2 separate regions of the Oncorhynchus mykiss genome follow, and region 2 is linked to region 1. A link is a contact called in public Hi-C data. All regions are on one chromosome and are shown on one strand. Each heading gives the region's core, a stretch centred on a gene start, on an enhancer-like site or on the middle of the called end of the contact. The rest is flanking DNA. Distances are from core to core; before and after follow the strand shown.

Region 1 (4,851 bases), core at 1,219-3,718:
GCAGTAGTCTGTAGTAGTCAACCCTCTCCAGGCCCCGAGTCTCTTCATCACACAAATGCCACAAGCTAGTTAAACTGTTTCTGAGCACAGACAATAGCCTATGCATTATATATGTGGGTAGCTAGGCCACATTCACTCAATGTCTCACCACCAACCGGTCCAGCACACCACTACAACAGTCTTCAATGTTTTACCACAAATACAATCCTTATTGGAGATGGGTGACTGTGACAGCCAACATGTATCACTTCATGACTGGGCCTGTCCAATTCAGCTGAAGCTTTACACAGTCTGGCCTCATTGCATGACGTCAAATCAAAAAGCCTCTCAAGTAGAGGCACAATTACTGTAAGTGGTATAGAATAGGCTAACTTTCATGGCAGAGAGTAGTCTTTTAAGCTATTGTTATTCATTTCTAAATGTCTCCATTTTTTAAGAATAGGCCTACAATAGTTAGGGGCCCCTTGGACAGGAAGCATAGCACTACATGATAAATTACAAATGCCACAAGTTCAACATCAACACTGTTCATGTGCAATCATAGGAGCCCTGTATAAACAGTGCTGATAAAATTATGGGCAGGCACCCAGTTCACCCACAGCTGTATAAATATGATATGACTTATTATACATACCCACCCAAAATGGAACAAGAGGAGACTGGTTTGGTCTCAAACTAACAATGAATAGGCTAGGTCTAGCGTACTACTGTAGCCGACGTGAGGCTTAGACACCTATATGATGTTCCTTACAAGTCCCAAACATCTTCAGTGTCACATTGTTTAGTTTACATAACTTATGACAATAGTGTCACACATTCCGTTTTGGAATTATATTGAATGCTGTGGCAAAACTAGTGACGATAAGTAAAAATACATTTTGACTGACTTGTCAAATCGACAAGCAAAAAAAAAAACAATACCAAGATGCCAGACTCCCTGACTTGACTGTGTGCCATGATCACCCGAGGACAGAGCTTAATGGAGAATGCATACCCTAACTATTCTCAGCATGGCTGCATTTAGAGCTGGCACAATTTCTAAATAAATAAAAAAACTGGCACTGGAGATTCTAGTGCACTGATAATGCAACAAAAGTTTACAAGTGACCAATTTTGATCACTTTGTGTATGGAGTATTGTATGAACACACACTTGCAGGCGTGTCATAATGTTTGGACATTTCTCAATGATATTTACATACCTGACACACCATTATCAATATGATGGTGGTCTGAGCTGGCTTGGACCCTCCAACTTTCGCTCAGGAGGCATAAGCATACAATCCACAAGGTCAACGATTTGCTGAAATCCATAATGGAGGTTTGCTAGGAAGAGGGTGGAGAAGAAATGTTTTAGTGACATCTCATATGAATGTATAACGTTAGATACTGTACTAGCCTAGTGATTTAACTATGACTGAACTTCAGATTTCAAACCAATGACTTAGTTATTTTAGATTGTAATAATAATTTAACTAAAAATTGTAAAATGAGATCACATCGGAAACTTTACAAGCAAACTATCATCGGACAAGGAGGATTGGTAGCCCATATCTGGGACATTAACTTGGCTAGTTACTCAGTATAGAAGTCAGATAGGCAGGTAGAGCCTGTACTACAGCCCCTAACAAAAATCAGTGGTTGACTCATGCTAAACATTATCATGAACATAATACTACTAGCAAACAATTAACATGTTTAGCTATTTCAATAAAATCATTACAAGACAATATTAGCTGGATATGGTTCACAAGCAATTATAGCTAACGCGTTAACAGCTAATTAACAATAACAAACGGCTGGCTAACCAACCTTATCAAAACATAAGTAATCGGGTCAGTTGTTCCATGATTTTCTAGGTAGGCATGAAATTGTAGTTTTTTACCTTTCAATACTTCTGCATTTGATGCTCTTATCACAACTCTCGTGGTTACAGTAGAATCAAAGGCACGTCATCAATCGTAGGTCCAAACTGCAAAGAGAAACCCCTCTGTACTCCATGAATAAAGAACTAAATTAGCTGGCTAGCTGCATATGACAAATGATTTTCCGCTCTGTTTAGCCCGCTAATGGCAATCCAAGGCAAGGGCCGAGGTGGTCGAATAACACAGACACTAGGATAAAGATAACTAAGTAACGTAATGGTTCCGGTCCCGTCTTCAGCTAGCTCACCAACCCACTAGCACAGCAGACTTCAGATCATTGTCAGCAGCTAATCATAGCACACGAGCTATACACAATGACAGAACGCGAGCCAAGCCGTCCTCTTACGTCAATTTACTGGATAAAATACACTCGAGTAAAGAAAAAAGTACTTATGATTGATTCAAACACAGAGCGATTGTCATCCACGAACTACATGTCTGCTACAGCTGGTCTCCCCCCCCCGCCCCACACTCAAAAAAGCTTAAACTCTTGGCTTTGGAGCTGACTCGTTCAATTCTCTGGACTTGGTTGCTTCACCTGTGAATCAAGTAATTTTAGTGAATCACTTCCTGTCACGTGTTTTTAGTAATCCTTCAAAATAAGAGTTCCGCCCTGTAAATGGTGTAATCGAATTGTGAAGGTAAAAATATATATATATATATATATATATATATATATATATATATATATATATATACAATATACAATTTACATTGACACCCCTTTTTACCTAAGTAATGCATATATATATATATATATATATATATATATATATATATATATATTGTTGTGGAAAAGTACCTAATTGTTATACTTGAGTAAAAAAATATATATATATATTATTATAGAAAATTACTTAAGTAAAAAGGGGTGTCAATGTAAATTGTCCGTTAGCGATTTTTATTAATAAAGCAGTCTAATGGCTTGGGGGTAGAAGCTGTTGAGGAGTCTTCTGGTCCTACACATGGCTTCAGTACCACTTGCCATGCGGTAGCAGAGAAAACGTTTAACTTTGTTTTAGCATGTGCAGCACCAGGACTTTTAATATTTTGAAGTAGTCAACTGGGTGGGACTTTCGAATTATTTAAGGAAGGATCACATTATTCCATCCAGGTCACCAGGAGGGATCAACTAATGAATTATACTTGTGAAGAAACCATAACTGCAGGTGGCAGTATATCGCCAACCTTGGCCTTATACTTGTTCAAATAAAACACTATAGATGGCAGTGTGCACCCTTTCAGTTTGTTTGCCAACTCATAGAAGTTGTAAAATAAGAAAATGTACTACTTCAAAATGGATATGGCCTCAATGGCGGTGCCTGTGCTCCCAAAGACGCCATATAAGAACAGATACAATGATGCAATGTCTATCTAAGTCTATGGTTAGAGCAGTCATGATGAGCAGCGTATTGGATCCAACGTCACGACTACCGGAAGATCGTTTTGGAAGACTGCTGCCTATGCTGTCCACTTCTTCAATCTGATTGTGACATTATACTTCCACCTAAAGGTGTGTGGATGTAGGCTATTACAACATACGAACGGTGTGGCTCATCGACTCACCAGTTCCACACAACTAAGCTCAAGCATGCCACCTTGAGGCTGTGGGCTACACAACGCTAACAGTAAAACAGTAGGGAGACATACCATCAGGTGGGGGTGGTACATCTTCTGATGATCTTAATACCCCCATCAGAACAAATCTGAGCCTAACTGGGGTAGCCAGTAGGCCTTATCATGCTAAATCCAAACTGTTTATAATACAGCTGCATGATACACCTTGATCTGATAATATATCATAAGCTGATGAATGATACTTCCTCAAATTCTCAGTTTGAAATGCCCAACGCAACCACATGTATATCAATATAAAATCATTTCTGGGTAACAATTAAGCACCTTACTGTAATAGTTCACCATATTTTTTTTTTAAAATAGCCTTTTAGCAACAAAAAAATTCTCAAGCAATAATTTTGCTAGGACCGTCTGGGAGTGGTCTGAAAACTAGCTGTTATTGGCAGAGAGGTTCGGAACTCTCTGTTACTTGTCTATTAACCAATTTACAGACCGGAGATATCACCAGGCAAGTAGAAATCCCCACCCATGCAAACCTACTGATTAGAAGGTCCTGTGTAGATTGTATTTTCAACCAGGAACTATTATCAGGAATAACACTGATAAGAAAAAATCACACGTTTGCAGTGCTAGTTTCATCAGCTGTTGTACAAGATGATAAAACACACAGGAAAAACTAATTTAGACTGCAATGGGCCTCTAACGACGATGTGGTTATTCTTATTCTGTACATTTGAATGTCAAATAAGGTAATTCATTGGGTAACAATTCTATGTAAAAATGCTGTTTAATATTCTACCAGCAACATTTATTTAAAACAATAGCTCAGGCTGTCATGGTGAGAAGACAAACTTCCTCACAGTGCTATTATTGCTCGAGCAGCTTCCTGTTCAGCGAACACTCACACTTCCTCCACTACAGCAACACTTTGCTTGACTACTTTGACGCTCTCAGACAGATTGTAGGCTATATGTTCATACAAACCCTGCCACTGAAGATAGTATGTTTGGTGAGTCTGACTTGTTTTTAACCTTTACATGTTTTTTATGTGCTACTTCTGTATAATAGATATGTAGACTGAGAACACAATCTTACGGAAGCACTTGAGTGACGCAACATAAAGTGAGGTAGCCTACTGCTGTTATAATTTCCAAAGGTGCTATTCTATATCAAAACACTGCAGGCCTACCATAGGCAAGCAATGTTAAAATCCACTATTGTAATACTTATTTGTGACAGTTATTTTGTGTTTAATTTAGCCTGCTCAAAGTTATAACTGTCTCTAGTGATTATATTTGGCTCTTTTTCTATGAAATGATGATGATGATGGTGGTGAAGAACATTCACTG
Region 2 (4,851 bases), core at 1,567-4,066, 150 kb after region 1:
GATTATTGTAAATAATAAAGATTGAAAAACATAATGGCCTTCAAATTAATGAGGAAAGTGTCTGTTTGATTTCCTTCACTCCAAATGTATGTATTTAGTTTTAAGTGTTAGAAAAAGCCCCAGGATGTTGAAAGGGAATGGTAACCTTGAAATACACTACATGACCAAAAGTATGTGGACATCTTATTCCAAAATCATTGTCATTAATATGGAGTTGGTCCCCCTTTGCTGCTTGGGAAGGCTTTCCACTAGATGCTGGAACAGACTTGCTTCCATTCAGCCACAAGAGCATTAGTTCAGGCACTGATGTTGGTGGATTAGGCCTGGCTCGCAGTCGGCGTTCCAATTCATCCCACAGATGTTGGATGGGGTTGAGGTCACGGCTCTGTGCAGGCCAGTCAAGTTCTTCCACACCAATCTCGACAAACTATTTCTGTATGGACCTCACTTTGTGCATGGGGGCATTGTCATGCTGAAACAGGAAAGGTCCTTCCCCAAACTGTTGCCACAAAGTTGGAAGCACAGAATTGTCTAGAATGTCATTGTATACCTTCGCATTAAGATTTCCCTTCACTGGTACTTAGGGGCTTAGCCCGAACCATGAAAAACAGCCCCAGAACATTATTCCTCCTCCACCAAACTTTACAGTTGGCACTATACATTCGGGCAGGTAGCGTTCTCCTGGCATCTGCAAAACCCAGATTTGTTCGTCGGACTGACAGATGGTGAAGCGGGATTCATCACTCCAGAGAACGCGTTTCCACTGCTCCAGAGTCCAATGTCAGCAAGCTTGACACTTCTCCAGCCGACGCTTGGCGTGGGGCATTAAATATCTTAGGCTTGTGTGCTGCAGCTCAGCCATGGAAACGCATTTTATGAAGCCCTCGACGAACAGTTCTTATCCTGAGGTTGATTCTAGAGGCAGTTTGGAACTCGGTAGTGAGTGTTGCAACAGAGGACAGACGATTTTTACGCACTACACGCTTCAGCACTCGGCGGTCCCGTTCTGTGTGCTTGTGAGGCCTATCACTTCGCGACTGAGCCGTTGTTGCTCCTAGATGTTCCCACTTCACAATATCAGCTGTTACAGTTGACAGCTCTAGCAAGGCAGACTTTTGGTGAACTGACTGGTTGTAAAGGTGGTATCCTATGACGGTGCCACGTTGAAAGTCACTGAACACTTCAGTAAGGCCATTTTACTACCAATGTTTGTCTTTGGAGATTGCATGGCTGTGTGCTCGATTTTATACACCTGTCAGCAACGGTTGTGGCTGAAATAGCAGAATCCACTAATTTAAAGGGGTATAGTGTATTTGTGTCTTTGTAACATCTGAATAGTTCACTTTACAAAGGTTTCATACCTCCCTTAGACTGAAGAATTTGGTGTTATAGAAACTTTCGTTTTGGGGTAAACTATTCCTTAAGTACCCTTCATTGCCAAGCTGAGTCACTGTAAGTTCTGGTATTTTTAGTGCAGTGTGTTGGTCTGCTGCTGCTGCCATTGCTTCCCAATGCCAGACTAATTCATCTCAATGAGGGCGGTACCAGACAATCACAGAGAGAGGGGCCCCAAATGTCCAGCTGATCAAAAACTGTATGCTCCTCTCTCTCCTCTCTGTCTCTGTCTCTCTCTTGCTCGCTGTCTCCATCTCTCCTCTCCGTCCCTCCCCTTTCTGCTGTTTACTGGGATTGTCGTGGTCACTACACTGCCTCTCTATCACTTTTCTGTTCACTGTTCTATCACTGTTTACTGGGATCGTCGTGGTCACTACACTGCCTCTCTATCACTTTTCTTCCCTCTCCCATCCTCCTCTGTCTTGCTCCTTACTTCACTCTCCCTCTCATTCCCCTATCACTCCCCTCCATATCTGCTACTGCATGGTCCCTGAGCAGCCTGAGTATCAGTATTCAGGAACACATTTGTGCTGTCAGGGAGTCTGGCTCTCTGTAGACAGCACCTGAAATGGACATACGCACCCAACACACTCACACACCCCAATCATAATGAGATAAGGTCCAACAGACAAGTTAAATAGCTGAATGGATCTCGGGGTAATGGGCTCTTGTTCGTGGCAGTGACGGTATCTCAAAGCAGCCCCGTGATAATTGAGAAATGGCTCCCGGTAAATTACCTCTGGGACTGTCTGAGTCCACCGGGACTGAAAAAACAGTTATGTAGTTAAAAGGAGGCTGGAGTCTACCATACCTAGTGTTTTATCTGGCTATTGATTGTTGTGCTGCTGCTGTTGTCTGCCTCAGATAGGCACTTGACATTTTCAGAAAATTAAAGGTGGTTAGATGTCTGCCTGCCCACAGTGTATTGATCAAATAGATAGTGACATCAAGACAACATCATTGCAATACATTCCTATTCATTATAGGCCATTTTGCATCTTGGCCTTGTCATAGGCAGGCCAATACTGTATAGTCCCTTTTCCTTTAGCCTACCCAGCATAACACACTGGAGCCACCACAGAACGAGAATTACATTTTAATTATATGAGAGCTACACTATATCCCATCTCTCAAGTAGTGCTCTGCAGACACAGTGAGATTGAGAACAGAGAAAACGTTAAATGAAGGCCTAAAAGAGGGGGGATTGAACCTTGCAGTTATTCGATGAGTGCACTGCCCTACTACCTGTACAATAATTTTCCAGGTAATCCAGGTTGGTTTTTATATCGGTTTGTTCACACGTTCACAAAATACAACTGTATTTCTATCTATTTAAAAAAAAACTTTTTATTTGTTTGTACGATCCAATGCAGTGGACTACATTAACCAGAAACAATGTATTTTCAGGTCTCGTAAATATTTTTGCGACAGTTGATGGAAGCACATTTAACGGCAGTGTTATGGCGACGCACGGAGGCAGTTTTGAAAGTGTTAACAGCATCGAAGTCCGAAAAGAATACAAACGTAAAGCCAGGGAGGAGGTTATTCAGAAGGTACATATGTGTGCTTTATAATTAGATACTAGTCTACATGCGCAATGTAAGATACGTTGATATAACGCCAGTACAAAAGCCAAGTGTATTGCTGCAACGACTAGTTGAATGCTAACAAATAGCTAGCCTGAAGGTCTGCCATACGACTTAGTTAGCTAGGTTTGTGATGCATTTTCTACAATATTTGCAATTGGTACATATACGTATGTTCAATATTATACAGTGATAATAAGTCGTTTGAATAATGCTATTACATACTAGCTAGTACAGCATATATGTGTAGCTAGCTAGCTAGCTATCTTAGCCAGTTCGCTAGCAAACATCAAAACAGTGAGAGGAAGTCACATGGTCCTTGCTAGTAGGGATCATTGGGACGTCTCCCCACCCCACTCACTGAAGTTGAACATTAAAATGGGTTAGGGACTTCCGAAGGAACCCGGATAGCACGAACCAGAGTCACATGGCTGGCTGGCTAGCTACTGTACCTATTTCGTCTTAGCTAAGCTAACTACCTTTAAACGTGTGTTAGAACTATACAGTCGAACACTGCTGACTTAAGTATTTGTAGAAACTAGTTAACATTACTTGCATTCATTTTCAATTCCTTCCCAAGTACATTAACTTGTCCCCTTTTCCCCCCATGGTGGCTTTGCTACAGTACAATGCTGTTATTCTCTCTCTGGTGGTCAGTCAGGTGTGATGTGAATATGGCAAACACTAGGTGGCGAGGTTGTACATAACAGAGCTGGTGCATGCCTCTTTCTGCCTCTATCTACCCACCTCAGGTGATCAAATCAAATGTTATTGGTCACATATGTAACCGATGTGAAATGGCTAGCGTTTCAATCGGTGACGTCACTCGCTCTGAGACCTTGAAGTAATTGTTCCCCTTGCTCTGCTTCGAATGTGGCTGTTGTCGATGTGTGCAGAGGGTCCCTGGTAAGAGACCAGGAAGGGTGAGGAGAGGGACGGAAGCTATACTGTTACACATACACATATTTAGCAGATGTTATTGCTGGTGTAGTGAAATGCTTGTTCCTAGCTCCAACAGTGCAGTAATATCTAACAATTCACAACACTACACACAAATCTAAAAGTAAAGTAATGGAATTAAGAAATATATAAATATTAGGACGAGCAATGTTGGAGTGACATTGACTAAAATATAGTAGATTAGAATACAGTATATACATATAAGATGAGTAAAGCAGTATGTTAACTTTATTAAAGTGTATAGTGTTACATTTTTAAAGTGGCCAGTGATTCAAAGACTATGTATATAGGGTAGCAGCCTCTAAGGTGCAGGATTGGGTAACCGGGTGGTAGTCGGCTAGTGATGGCTATTTAACAGTCTGGTGGCCTTGAGATAGAAGCTGTTTTTCAGTCTCTCAGTCCCAGCTTTGATGCACCTGTACTGACCTCATCTTCTGGATGGTAGTGGGGTGAACAGGTCATGGCTTGGGTGGTTGTTGTCCTTCATGAGCTTTTTGGCCTTCCTGTGACATCGGGTGCTGTAGGTGTCCTGGAGGGCAGGCAGTGTGCCCCTGGTGATGCGTTTGGCAGACCGCACCACCCTCTGGAGAGCCCTGTGGTTGCGGGCGGTGCAGTTGCCGTACCAGGCTGTGATCCAGCCCAACAGGATGCTCTCAATTGTGCGTAAAGGTTTGTGAGGGTCTTAGAGCCAAGCCACATTTCTTCAGCCTCCTGAGGTTGAAGAGGTGCTGTTGTGCCTTCTTCACCACACTGTATTTGTTACTTTTATTTCCTATATTTCTTAAAACTGCATTGTTGGTTAAGGGCTTGAAAGCAACTATTTCACTGTTGTATTTAGCGCATGTGACAAGTACAATTTGATTTGGTTTGTCTGTGTGGGTGGATCATTTCAGATCGTCAGTGATGTGTA

The links. Hi-C and Micro-C count contacts between places; a contact is called where the count stands out from the background.
Region 2: a contact with region 1 is called in a Hi-C map of blood, with 6 times the contacts expected there. The contact joins the promoter of cwf19l2 here to the promoter of stim1a in region 1. A contact is called at or near these places in 2 of 3 Hi-C or Micro-C datasets (blood and liver).

What each region holds. Positions count from the first base shown.
Region 1 is chr27:34,817,245-34,822,095 of USDA_OmykA_1.1, forward strand. stim1a (stromal interaction molecule 1a) reads right to left here and starts at 2,469. Exons shown (of 13, transcript XM_021588397.2): 1 at 1,885-2,469; 2 at 1,202-1,325. The coding sequence starts at 1,313. LOC110507199 (rho-related GTP-binding protein RhoG) reads left to right here and starts at 4,377. Exons shown (of 3, transcript XM_036965162.1): 1 at 4,377-4,511.
Region 2 is chr27:34,967,704-34,972,554 of USDA_OmykA_1.1, forward strand. It overlaps cwf19l2 (CWF19-like protein 2), which reads left to right and starts at 2,817. Exons shown (of 19, transcript XM_036965014.1): 1 at 2,817-2,948. The coding sequence starts at 2,856.